Linked DNA regions of Macaca mulatta: region 1 is linked to region 2. A link is a contact called in public Hi-C data. All regions are on one chromosome and are shown on one strand. The core of a region is the stretch at or near the end of the contact, and the rest is flanking DNA. Distances in the headings are between cores, read along the strand shown.

The links. A called contact is a pair of places that touch in the nucleus more often than the background predicts.
Region 1: a Hi-C map of fetal cortex germinal zone shows a contact between it and region 2, with 2.3 times the contacts expected there. The contact joins the promoter of KLF4 here to the enhancer-like site in region 2. A contact is called at or near these places in 4 of 14 Hi-C or Micro-C datasets (cortical neurons, fetal cortex germinal zone, fetal cortical plate and 1 more).

The regions. Positions count from the first base shown.
Region 1 is chr15:50,899,426-50,906,516 of T2T-MMU8v2.0, forward strand. It overlaps KLF4 (KLF transcription factor 4), which reads left to right and starts at 1,437. Exons shown (of 5, transcript NM_001142793.2): 1 at 1,437-1,751; 2 at 1,866-1,986; 3 at 2,652-3,624; 4 at 3,724-3,888; 5 at 4,926-6,000. The coding sequence starts at 1,747. The coding sequence ends at 5,101.
Region 2 is chr15:50,747,032-50,753,888 of T2T-MMU8v2.0, forward strand. All of the region lies in intron 4 of LOC144334854 (a long non-coding RNA gene), which reads right to left. Among named protein-coding and RNA genes, the nearest start is that of KLF4, 150 kb to the right of the region's middle. Within about 2 kb of position 3,155, at least 28 of the 40 cell types and tissues checked have an H3K27ac peak or open chromatin away from gene starts, as enhancers often do. A contact at or near this core is called in fetal cortex germinal zone and fetal cortical plate, where this site is marked.

The sequences.
Region 1 (7,091 bases), core at 187-2,686, 150 kb after region 2:
AGCCGGGGTCGTAGAGCACGCCTGTAATCCCCGCTACTCGGGAGGCTGAGGCAGGAGAATCGCTTGAACCCAGGAGGAGGATGTTGCAGTGAGCTGAGATCGTGCCACTGCATTCCAGCCTGGGTGACAGAGCGAGTGTGTCCAAAAAGAAAAAGAAAGGAAAGAGAAAGAAGAAAGAAAGAGAGAGAAAGAAGGGGAGAGGGAGAGAGGGGGGGGGGGAGAGAGAGAGAGAGAGAGAGAGAGAGAGAGAGAGAGAGAGAGAGAAAGAGTGCTTCGAGACGGCTGGTTGAAAAGTGTCTCCGCGCCTCACAGTCCCTCTTCTCTCCCTCACCCCTTTGAGTAAATCTTGAGCCCTTTCATTCCCTTTCTCGCTTTTTAAAGTATCAAAACCATAACTCCCCACTCTTGCCTCTTTCTGCCTGTTCCCGGCGGAACACTCCTCTGGCCTTCTCCTGAGGCTCCCAGTTCACGCTGCACAGTGCTGGGCACCCGCTTCCTCTCCACACCCCTAGCGCCCCCCACCCCTCGGCAGAAGGGACCGCGAGGAACCGTGCGAGGTCAGGCCGAGCGCCGGCACGGGCACTGGCGCTGCGCGGCGAGAGCGGACTCCAGCGAGCGCAGGGAGGGAGGGGGAGACCGAGGGCTGGATGAGTCACGCGGATAATCGCGCTCTTCTCCAGCGCGCAGACAGCGCGGCAAGCGCGTATGCGAGCAGGGGTGGGGACGCGTGACCGTCCCGCCCGCTGACCCCACCAGTCTTCGCGGGCTTCGAACCCACGGAGCCGACAATGGCGGTGAGTACTGCCCTGGTCGCGCAGAGACCGAACCTGCGCCCGGTTCCTCGCGCCCAGCTCTGGGGCGGACGCCGCCGCCGCCGACACCACTGCCGCCGGCGTCAGCTCGGCTCCAGCCCGCCAGCTGCCCGGCTGGCGTCACGGCCCGGCCCGGCCCGGCCCCGCCCGCGCCCCTCCTTCCCCTCCCCCGCCCCCACGTGCGCCGAGTTTGTTGATTTAGCTGCCATAGCAACGATGGAGGGGAGCCTCGGGGGGGGCGGAGAGAAGAAAGGGAGGGGCGGGGCATGGGAGAAGGCGGAGGAAAAGGCTGTTAGCGAAGGAAGTTATAAGTAAGGAGCGCGCGCCGGCGGCCGGCAGTTCCCCGACCAGAGAGAGCGAACGTGTCTGCGGGCGCGCGGGGAGCAGAGGCGGTGGCGGGCGGCGGCGGCGGCACCGGGAGCCGCCGAGTGACCCTCCCCGCCCCTCTGGCCCCCCACCCTCGCACCCGCCCGTGGCCCGCGCCCATGGCCGCGCGCGTTCCACACAACTCCCCGGACTCCGCGCCCTGCGCCGCCAACCAGTTCGCAGCTCCGCGCCACCGCAGCCAGTCTCACCTGGCGGCACCATCCGCCCACCGCCCCGGCCACAGCCCCTGCGCCCACGGCAGCACTCAAGGCGACCGCGACAGCGGTGGGGGACGCTGCTGAGTGGAAGAGAGCGCAGCCCGGCCACCGGACCTACTTACTCGCCTTGCTGATTGTCTGTTTTTGAGTTTACAACTTTTCCAAGAACTTTTGTATACAAAGGAACTTTTTAAAAAGGACGCTTCCAATTTATATTTAATCCAAAGAAGAAGGATCTCGGCCAATTTGGGGTTTTCGGTTTTGGCTTCGTTTCTTCTCTACGTTGACTTTGGGGTTCGGGTGCCCCAGCTGCTTCGGGCTCCCGAGGACCTTTCTGGGCCCCCGAATTAATGAGGTAGGTGAGGCGCGCGGCGCTGGGAGCAGGGAGGGGTGAGGACCGGTGGGACGCGCCGGAACGACGGCCGAAAGCCGCCCCTGACTCTGTCTCTGCGCCCTGCCCGGCTCGCAGGCAGCCACCTGGCGAGTCTGACATGGCTGTCAGCGACGCGCTGCTCCCATCTTTCTCCACGTTCGCGTCTGGCCCGGCGGGAAGGGAGAAGACACTGCGTCAAGCAGGTGCCCCGAATAACGTGAGTATCGTATCACCCCGGGCCGCCGGGAACGCCCGGTGGGTTTCCGTGGGTGTGGTGGGGGCGGGCGGAGCTCTGGGGTCACTAAGCCACTGAACGAGGGTAAGGAGCGGCCACCGCGCGGACTCCGCAGCCTTCCCGGGTTAGCTTCCGTGCCCTTGGCTCAGCTGTACATGCCCGTGGTGCGAGCACTGCGGAGCCGCCTGGGGCGCAAGCCGGGTCTTCACCAGTCCCCGGGCGCCCTGTCGGTAGGGCGGGCGCGCGCAGGCCACCAGGCGGGAGGTGGCCGCATCCCCAGACACTGGCTGGGCCAGAGTGAGTTTAGCGCGTAGGCGGCCCCGTGGCTAGAGCGCACCGAGAGAGCCTCGGTGTGCCAATTCCGGGGACGTCCACGGGACTTGGCGGGGGAGGGACCAGCCGTGGCGCTCGCTCACACGCAATTGGGTAGACAGTACATAACGCCCGCGATACAGACGCATCACCTCTTCTCCGACCCGGGTGTGGGCCGAGATTGCAGCCCTGGCGCCCTGGGTTCCCGGGTGATTGCTGCCTGACCAGTCCCCATGTCTGGGCGGTGCAGTTGCGTGTGGCCCGCCAGCACGTCGGTATGTCGGGTGGCAACAGGGGACCACCACTGACGGGCCTCTCCCGCCCTGTCCCCTCAGCGCTGGCGGGAGGAGCTCTCCCACATGAAGCGACTTCCCCCGGTGCTTCCCGGCCGCCCGTATGACCTGGCGGCGGCGACCGTGGCCACAGACTTGGAGAGCGGCGTAGCCGGTGCGGCTTGCGGCGGTAGCAACCTGGCGCCCCTACCTCGGAGAGAGACCGAGGAGTTCAACGATCTCCTGGACCTGGACTTTATCCTCTCCAATTCGCTGACCCATCCTCCGGAGTCAGTGGCCGCCACCGTGTCCTCGTCAGCGTCAGCCTCTTCCTCGTCGTCCCCGTCGAGCAGCGGCCCTGCCAGCGCGCCCTCCACCTGCAGCTTCACCTATCCGATCCGGGCCGGGAGCGACCCGGGCGTGGCGCCGGGCGGCACGGGCGGAGGCCTCCTCTATGGGAGGGAGTCCGCTCCCCCTCCGACGGCTCCCTTCAACCTGGCGGACATCAACGACGTGAGCCCCTCGGGCGGCTTCGTGGCCGAGCTCCTCCGGCCAGAATTGGACCCGGTGTACATTCCGCCGCAGCAGCCGCCGCCGCCAGGTGGCGGGCTGATGGGCAAGTTCGTGCTGAAGGCGTCGCTGAGCGCCCCTGGCAGCGAGTACGGCAGCCCGTCGGTCATCAGCGTCAGCAAAGGCAGCCCTGACGGTAGCCACCCGGTGGTGGTGGCGCCCTACAACGGTGGGCCGCCGCGAACGTGCCCCAAGATTAAGCAGGAGGCGGTCTCCTCGTGCACCCACTTGGGCGCTGGACCCCCTCTCAGCAATGGCCACCGGCCGGCTGCACACGACTTCCCCCTGGGGCGGCAGCTCCCCAGCAGGACTACCCCGACCCTGGGTCTTGAGGAAGTGCTAAGCAGCAGGGACTGTCACCCTGCCCTGCCGCTTCCCCCCGGCTTCCATCCCCACCCGGGGCCCAATTACCCATCCTTCCTGCCCGACCAGATGCAGCCTCAAGTCCCGCCGCTCCATTACCAAGGTCAGTCCCGGGGATTTATAGCTCGGGCTGGGGAGCTCTGTGTGTGCTGGCCCCTTGGGGCACAGGGGATGATGCTCACCCCACCTTCTCCACCCCTAGAGCTCATGCCACCCGGTTCCTGCATGCCGGAGGAGCCCAAGCCAAAGAGGGGAAGACGATCGTGGCCCCGGAAAAGGACGGCCACCCACACTTGTGATTACGCGGGCTGCGGCAAAACCTACACAAAGAGTTCCCATCTCAAGGCACACCTGCGAACCCACACAGGTAGGGGGACAAACTGCGGAAGCAAGGGGTTAGCTTCCAGCCCTATGGGGCTACCAGTGGACACTCCTCAGTGCTTCCTTGGCTTCCCAGGGCAGTCTATCACCTTGATCTCTGGGATCACTGGGGAGGACAGCGAACCGGCGCCTACTTTTCTTCCTAGCCTTTTGCTTGATGGATGGTATCTGTGCTTGAATGTGCAATTTTGTTTGGCCTTTAAAAGGCAGAGATTCCCCGCGGTCTGTGGGCCTCTCCTAGCTTGGGCATTGTAATCAAGAAATTATACTTTGCTATGCAAAAGCATGATGGCTTTTTTTTAAACTAGGTTTTTAATGTTACCTTCCCAGGTTCACCCTCCCTTTCTATTATTTTGAATTTTGGTCTTAACAATTCGGTCTTATTTATTTTTTGTTATTTGTTTTGATTTGCATTTTTATTTTTTTTCCCCCACAAGCAGAAGGTTTTATTTTAAATTCCAAGAATATGATGGTCAAAATTGCTGAGGAGATTCTGATTTAGGATTGTCACTGCAGAGCATTTCCATGTCAATGTAAGTAGGTACTCAAAGTCACTTAGGCGCTTAGCATTCAGTAAGGTAAAAGTAAAGAAAACAAAATTGCCACCTGTGGCTTTTTATCCCCAATCGTAGTAGGAATAAGATTGCCTGGTTTGCACACACCACCAATCACAATTTGCAAATTTCATTTTCACCACTGACATGTCTTGACTCAAAAGAAACATTAGTATAGGTTTAGGTGGCGTGTTTGTGTGTTTTTGGTGAAACATTAGTATAGGTGTAGGTGGTGGTTGTGTGCTTAACTGACCCCCTAAAAACAAGACCAAATAAGTAACTTAAGACACGGAATGTATTCCTGTTTATGACATGGAATTCAATACAGCCCGTCAGTGGTATAAAGACTTTTCCTGGATTCCTTTAGGATAGGGTCAGAGTTGGTTTAGTATCTGGCCTTCAGTTTTTAAAAGGGCCCATTCTTTGATATAGCAGTGGCGTTAATTTTTTTTTTCTTTTGCCTTTACAGGTGAGAAACCTTACCACTGTGACTGGGACGGCTGTGGATGGAAATTTGCCCGCTCAGATGAACTGACCAGGCACTACCGGAAACACACTGGGCACCGCCCGTTCCAGTGCCAAAAATGCGACCGAGCATTTTCCAGGTCGGACCACCTCGCCTTACACATGAAGAGGCATTTTTAAATCCCAGACAGTGGATATGACCCACACTGCCAGAAGAGAATTCAGTATTTTTTACCTTTCACACTGTCTTCCCGATGAGGGAAGGAGCCCAGCCAGAAAGCACTACAATCATGGTCAAGTTCCCAACTGAGTCATCTTGTGAGTGGATAATCAGGAAAAATGAGGAATCCAAAAGACAAAAATCAAAGAACAGATGGGGTCTGTGACTGGATCTTCTATCATTCCAATTCTAAATCCGACTTGAATATTCCTGGACTTACAAAATGCCAAGGGGGTGACTGGAAGTTGTGGATATCAGGGTATAAATTATATCCGTGAGTTGGGGGAGGGAAGACCAGAATTCCCTTGAATTGTGTATTGATGCAATATAAGCATAAAAGATCACCTTGTATTCTCTTTACCTTCTAAAAGCCATTATTATGATGTTAGAAGAAGAGGAAGAAATTCAGGTACAGAAAACATGTTTAAATAGCCTAAATGATGGTGCTTGGTGAGTCTTGGTTCTAAAGGTACCAAACAAGGAAGCCAAAGTTTTCAAACTGCTGCATACTTTGACAAGGAAAATCTATATTTGTCTTCCGATCTACATTTATGACCTAAGTCAGGTAATACACCTGGTTTACTTCTTTAGCATTTTTATGCAGACAGTCTGTTATGCACTGTGGTTTCAGATGTGCAATAATTTGTACAATGGTTTATTCCCAAGTATGCCTTAAGCAGAACAAATGTGTTTTTCTATATAGTTCCTTGCCTTAATAAATATGTAATATAAATTTAAGCAAACGTCTATTTTGTATATTTGTAAACTACAAAGTAAAATGAACATTTTGTGGAGTTTGTATTTTGCATACTCAAGGTGAGAATTAAGTTTTAAATAAACCTATAATATTTTATCTGAATAATGTTTTTTATTGTTTTGTTTTTCTCCTGGAAAAATATGAACAGTAGTTGGTTTAAACACACTGGGGTAATAGGGCATGTAAGAAGCACGCACAAAAAAGCCAACTTTATGTCAACAAATTAAAATACCTTTTTTTAACAAAACTATTTAGTTTTACAATAAATACTATCAATATAGGGCTGAGAACTCTTGAATATTCTAAGTTTAAAAATTATAAGATTAAAAACTCAGTTCAGGTTTTCTCTTTCCAAATGTACATAAAGCTACATGAAAGCAGTTTCCTTACCTCTGATTTTCCCAGTAGAAACAGCTTAATCATTCTTAAAATTGCTCAGTTTAGTATGAAAATATTTATGAAATATATACATTTCGGTTTCACACTGAAAAAAATCCTTATGGTTTGTCTTTTAAAGTAAATAAAAATATACAAGTTTTCTGTGCAGGCCTGTCCTAGCACCCCTCACATTTGAGTAACAAAAGAACCTTCCCACAGCAGACAACCCTAAGAACGTGGTTCCACAGTGCCCTCCTGAGGATTAAAGGATTCATTTATGCGTGGTGTGTGTTACAAATACATTATTTCTACTAGTTATAGCCCTAAAGAGGTCAGAACTGAAGTTTCTGGCAGATTGTTTTAAAACTAAGTCAGTTCCCCTGATTGAAGGTGGGCAAACAAACTGAAAATAATTTTAAAATTATTCAAATTCACAAAACTAAGTGTAAAGTTGGTGTTTTTGTAAGTTTGTAGCATTTATATTAGAAGTTTTAATATTAAAACTCAAAACTGCCCTGTTAGAATCTCAAGTTCTTGAGGTGGGTGGCTGAGAGATTGAAATTCATTTGGGGCTATCACAAAATGGAAAAAGCATTTGTGACACTTGTTGACACCTTATATACTTGTAATAGTGATGTGGGTGACTAATACTTAACATCATCAAGGGGACAGAGCTCACTGCTCACTGGCATTTTCTTTACAGTGTTTATTAACTGTTGATTATATCTAGCGTCCAGAGGTATGTTTGTACCATTGGTACATTTACTAAATGAAATAAAAAATGGACATTTATAAGAGGCTTATGGTAGATCAAC
Region 2 (6,857 bases), core at 1,905-4,404:
TCCGCCTCCTGGGTTCAAGTGATTCTCCTGCCTCAGCCTCCTGAGTAGCTGGGATTACAGGTGCCTGCCACCACACCCTGCTAATTTTTGTACTTTTAGTAGAGACAGGGTTTCACCATGTTGGCTAGGCTGGTCTCGAACTCCTGACCTCAGGTGATCTGCCTGTCTCAGCTTCCCAAAGTGCTGAGATTACAGACGTGAGCCACCAAGCCTGGCCTCATTCGTTCTTTTATTCTTTCAACAAACATTCACTGAACCTTTCCATGAGTTAGGGCTCTATGTACTCTTAGGACACAAAGTCAAACAAGATACAGTCCCTGTGTGGAGAAGCCCACACTGGAAGGTGCCCTTCCAGTGAAAGAGACAGGCAGGTCAAAAGATCGCTGGAGTCCAACATACACCACTATGGGAGTCTGAGTGGAGAGCAAGGCATGGAAGACAGAGGAGGCTGGCTCTGAGTAAAAAAGTTGGGACCGCTTTGGAGAAGCAGTAGTACTGTATCTGGGCTTTGAGTGGGAAGAAGTTCACCAGGCAGTGATGAGAGGAAAAGAACATTCCCAGCAGAGAAGAGGGCAGGTCTAAGAGCATGGGAGGCCCAGAGGGCTGTGGGGAGTTCACTGAGGGGATGGGGAGAAGTTTGGTATAAACACATGATGATGGCCAGGTGCTGTGGCTCATGCCTGTAATCCCAGCACTTTGGGAGGCTGAGTGGGGGGGTGGATTGCTTGAGGTTAGGAGTTTGAGACCAGCCTGGTCAACATGGTGAAATCCCGTTTCTACTAAAAATACAAAAATTAGCCAGGCATGGTGGCAGGCATCTGTAATACCAGCTACTCAGGAGGCTGAGGCAGGAGAATCACTTGGGATCACTGGGAGGTGGAGGCTGCAATGAACGGAGATCGCGCCATTGCATTCCAGCCTGGGCGACAGAGCAAGACTCCGTCCCAAAAGAAAAATAAATAAATAACAGACAGGGAGACGCCAAAGTGGCTAGGTGGAGCAGTGGCAGGAGTAGGGACACTTTCACCCAACACAAAGACATCAGGAAATGACTAGGAAGAGATGAGGCTGCCCACTGGGATTGCAGAGCACAAGAAAAACATCAGAGATGGAAAATGTCCCCACAAGAAGTGTAAAACAGGCCGGGCACGGTGCCTCACGCCTGTTATCCCAGCACTTTGGGAGGCTGAAGCGGGTGGATCACCTGAGGTTGGGAGTTCGAGACCAGCCTAGCCAACATGGAGAAATCCCATCTCTACTAAAAATACAAAATTGACCAGGTGCGGTGACGCAGGTCTGTAATCCCAGCTACTCGGGAGGCTGAGGCAGGAGAATGGCTTGAACCCGGGAGGTGGAGGATGCAGTGAGCTGAGATCGTACCATTGCACTCCAGCCTGGGCAACAAGAATGAAACTCCAAGAAAAAAAAAAAAAGAAGTTGAAAACAGAGCTATGATGCACTTCTTGGTGAGTGGTATAACCGCAGGTATACTGGATAAAACCAAAAAGTATGCTTGGCTCAAATTACTACAGCTTAGGAGTGTCAAGCATTGAGGGGAACTAAATCACCACAAGATTTATGAGTGTGCAGGGGAGGGAGGAAGGTTCAGGTTGGGGGACATTGTTCTCACCATAAGCAGCAGGGAAGGAAACCAAGTCTTTGGAACCAGTCGTATTCCTCTGAGGCTGTACAAACTCAGCCTTGATATGACCTTTTCTGGAGGCTCAGGAAGAAAGAAAAAACGTGCCTTCATGGTAAAGAGGTATCAGACCAATTAATAAGGCAGATTCGAAAGCTTCTGAAATGTCCCCAAGCAAGAAGTCAGGTGCTGAGTTCACCTGCTCTACAGACAAGAAAAATGCTTTTTCGGTTCCTATTTAGATAAAGCTGGACATAAATCATTCTTTGAAAAGGTGTCTTGGGTGCCTTTCATGGTGGGGGCTCAAGCACTTTCCAAACATTGCCTCATTAATCCTGGTGGACACGAAGAGAAATAGCCTTGACAGACATCACTTTTGGTGTCACTGAACAGATGTGACTAAGTAACTGGCCTCCAACTTTAAGACACATGCGAGTTCCTGCTGGATGTGATACAAGATCCTCCCTGCTCACTGGCTGTTAGCTACTCTGCCCTGTGGCCTAAGGGAGGGTGAGTGTGTGTGTGTTTATACACACATACGTGTAAGCACTTTTAGTCTTAATTAAACTATGGACAGAAAATGGGGCAGCAGCCACTAGTGTTATTAGCTAGGTGGCTGGGATACATATTACTGGGAAATCTATATTCTCTTCTGAAACTGCCAGATTTTTGCAAGCATTTTCCCCATTTCGCGGTGGGGAGGCTGCTGTTGTCCTTGGTAAATGCTTTTTGTTTATTTCCAGCCCTTCCAACATGTTGGCAAATGATTGCAATATGAACTTCTAATCCGAAAAGGGGGGTGAGAAAGGGGCACTGAGAAGAAGGGAAAGTTATAACAAACTCAAGTGACCGACACCCCAGTTTTACTTGTCCCTTTGGACTTATGTAGGAGTTGGGTCCAGTTTGGTGTTTCAAAGGAGGGAAAACATATAAAAGTACGAGGTGCCTTAGAAATGGAAATCTTCTGATGCGGCCTCTTCCTTTCTTTTTAATAAAGAAGGTAAAAGAAAAAAAAAAGAAGAGAGAGAAGACAGAGAGACAGTGACAGCCAGAGAAACAGAAAGAGAAAAAGTGGTGGGGAGGGAGGGCAAGAGGGAGAAGAGGAAGGACAGGAAAAGAAAAGAAGCAAGGAAAAGAGAAAGAAGAAAAAAAGAAAGAGAAAGATGAGAGAGAGAGGAAAGAGAGAAAAGAAAAAGAAAAGAAAGAAAAGAAAAGAGAGAGAGAGCGAGAGAGAGAGAGAAGAGAGAGAAAGTAAGGAAGAGAGAAGGCGAGTGCCCCGAGGGAGTCGGGCAAAAGCGAAATCCCGGCTTCCTACCCGGGAGAGCCGGAGAGCCGAGTTTTCCGCAGCGGCCGCGGGCTCGGAGCTTTTAAGGGTTTCTAATCCTGGAAGGCTGTCTGACATCACCCCGTTTCTTGTCGGCTGATGTTTCGTACAAGCCTCTCATTTCCTCAGTGTGTTCAGAGCCACCAATTACTGCAACAGTCTCGTGTTTATGTTTGCGCGCGCTCTCCTGCCTCGCTGGCCCTCCGCCTGGGAGGCTGCGCTTCCCTCCGACGCGCGGAGCCCAGAGGGGGTGGGTCGGGGGAGCAGGGAGGGGGGAATCTGGATCAGGCATTGAAGAAAAAGGGAGGGGTCCCCCTTAATTTTTTTTCATTGACTTCAGCACCATGTGATCAGGAAGTCTGGCCTCCCTCCATTTCCCCTCCCGACTAAAGGGAAACATTGTGTAGCAGCCGCCTGGGCCACCGGTGGGATGGCCTTCGCTGCCTGACGTAGGGAGATAAAAATAACCGGCATATTTAAGGCAGGATCAGGAATCCCGGCGCTCACACGCGGCCTGGTCAGTTCCCGAGGCCGGCAGGCAGCGCAGCCTGCGGGGAGGCCCCGCGCTCGTCTGTGCGCGCCCGACCGCAGGCCGTGCCAGCGCGTACGACCGGACCCCGACCCTGACCCCGACCTTGACCTCGGGACCCGGGCCGATTCAGGCCTGGCCGAGCCTCCCAGATTCCCCAGAGAGGCCGAGCAACACCGGCCCGAGGCAGTCTGGCTCGGGCTCGCTGGGCTGGGCCTGGGTTCTGTGTCCTGCCTCTCTCGAGTGGAGAAGGAAGGATGCCGTGACAAAGGGACGGTGGTGCGAAGTTTGATGCTGAGGGGGGTTTACAGAGCCTCTGTCTCAAGAGAAGGCGCACTAGGTGCCACCAAAAAAGCCACTTGTTTCTAGCCAGGCCCCCAAACTCAGACCCACCACTGTGTGCACAAACTCTCAAATCAAATCTACCTTCTCTATCCCCACTTTCCCTTCCAACTGCACATTGCAAAGATTTGCAAACATGTGGCAGGGCTAGAAATAAACAAGAAGCATTTAGCAGGCAAAAGGCACTGATGTGTTTCCACGTTCATGCTCTCCTTGAAACCTCAACCCACACTACGCAGGAAGTTCTGTTATCCTTATCTTACGAAAAGGGAAACTGAGGCTGGGGAGATGGAGCCACACACGGGCAATGCTTTCCCTACCACCTCAGTGGCCTCTCGAAACTGCATGGCATTGACACATTGCTTTATCATTCTGGAAATCACCTCCCTTCTCTTCTTCCTCCTCCCTAAATAAAATTATTACCAAGCAAAAACAATGATGGTAAGCTTTCACTGACCTATGAAATCTCAGCTTTGCCCTAACCCTGGGGCATAAAGAAGTTTTTACATACAATTAATAATGGGAAATCTCCCCGCCTTCTGATGTCTAAAGTAACAAGATGTTTCAAAATTCCTGGCAGCTTTTCACCTAAAAACCAGATGTGCTGATGAAAAATGAACAGACGTTCACCCCTAATCTTTTCGGTATTACAGATAGCAAATACCTATTTATCTGGGTAGAAGAGGCAAAGAACTTTCATTTGGGGTGATTTGGGAATATTTAACCACCTTTGGGAATGGAGACCCCGGAGTCTGGCAAGATTTTTCTGAATCTAAGCACCCAGCACAATGCCTAAGACTGAAAATACTCAACCCGTAATTGTTGGATTGAGTGAATGGAGGGGTTGTGCAAAGTGACAAGCAGCACTTAAAAACACATTGGGATGCTGTATGCTGGTCATATCTTTAGTGATCATATAAGCATGATTTCATTTAGTCCTTATAACTACCCTAGTCTGCAGGTATCATTATCATCCCTGCCTTGCATGTAGGGAAACTGTAGTGCACAAAAATTGCCCAAGGTAACACAACTGGGTGCTGGAATTTGAACTCACGCAATCTGACTGCAGAAGCCAAGTTCTTCACCACTAGACTAAATCCAAAGAGTTGCGCCATGAGATGTCAGAGAAAGGGACGTATTATTTACTAAGCACCTCTTTTGATTCAAGTTCCATGCTTACTACTGGAGAGGTGGGTCAGACACTGCAGGCTCCAGGCTCTCAAAGAGGTGACTCCGGAAGCAAGACTGGACTTCAGACTCCTTGAAAGTAGCCCTAGTTATCATTCACCTCTATCTTGCCAAACATCAACTTATCACAAATGTCTGTTGAATTGTTCTCCCTGAGAGAAACTTTCTTTGACCACCGCCAACCGCAGCATATTTAGATCTCCTTCCTGTTTCCACATTAGATATGGCACATGCCTGCATTAAAGCACTTGTCACCCAGCATCTGAGCTTTTTGCTTACCTGCCTGCTCTCCCACTGGTCTAAGAGCACCTTGAAGGTAAAAATGGTGTCTAGAATAGTATAGACTCCAGAGCATGGTGGCCACTCACTAAATGCTTGCTAAATGATGAATGAATGCATATGAGACCTTCACTAGCCTCCCGTACAATGCAGGCCCCCTATCACCACAACACCCGATTTTCTCTGTTTCAGCACCCTGTTCTGTTGCCTCCTAGAATTTGTCACAGTTTATAATTTAATCTGTTTTTCTTCTCCCCCCATGAACTCATGAATGCAGGAACTGCCTCGCTTATGCCTGCCACCATAGCATTCCCAACATGTATTAAAGTGCCTCACACATTGCTGGCACTCAGTAAATACTTGTACAATAAATGAGTGAATGAATGAACGAATGAATGAATCAACAATAACTATTCCAAAGCCAGTCATAACTGAGTGAAGCCACTTGAAATAATGCCATTACCCAGATTGTTTTCATAAAGTGAGTGCCTTTTGTTTGGTGACCACGTCAAATCTAAGTCTCATCCATATTGATGATAAAAAAGACTTAAAAGGGGGGTGACTGAATGAGGCCCTTCTTCTCACACAATGTGGGCTGCAGTGACCACTATAGTTAGAGCCGCACACAGACTCCCTTTATGCCCCTCTGTTTTCATTAGCTCGGGGAAATTGCCAAAGAGTGATCCTTTTGCACTGAAATTTTCCATGCTGGGTCTTGGCAAAAGGTGAATTTTGGGGAAAAGTTTGAATAAAATCCCTTCAGCCATGTTTTAGTTTGATGAAGATGAAAAAAATACATTTTTTTCTTGCTTTTAATTGAAGACATTTTTAGGACACAGGAAACTCAAATTGAATTGAACTTTGAAAACTTGAAACTCATATCTAATCCCGTCTGAGGAAACTGTGGAGCTCATCTTGGGCTCATTTTTTTTTTAATTTAATAATTTTAAAAACTAAAAAGTAATGGAAAAATCTCTTTGCAGCCTTAGCAATCACGACATGCTTTCTCCAACTTGAGCTACATGAGTCTTTCTAGCAAATCACAGAAGCTCAGAGCTGTTTAGAAGTGATTTTAAAACTTGAATTTCAGCTCCTATGCCATGACAGATCATATTTTTTCCCTCTTTCCTTTGTCTCAAGAATCTTCTTCACAATGGACCAGGAATATGTGATTTAAACCATAGCCTCAGAAAATAACAAAGCTGAGGTTCCTGGAATGAAAGGACCACTCCTTCAAAGCCAAATATACAACTTGCTTTCCACAACTTTCTTAGATAAATGCTAACCAAAACATTTTATCTTGCATTGGATTTGGATTTTCTCAATACTCATGTCAGTACCAGATTCTTGCTCTCTTTTTTTGTGGGGCGGGGGATGGAGTCTCGCTCTGTCGCCCCGGCTGGAGTACAGTGGTGTGATCTCGGCTCACTACAACCTCTGCCTCCTGGGTTCCAGCGATTCTTCTGCCTCAGCCTCCCGAGTAGCTGGGACTACAGGCATGCGTCACCATGCCCAGCTAATTTCTGTATTTTTAGTAGAGACGGGGTTTCACCATA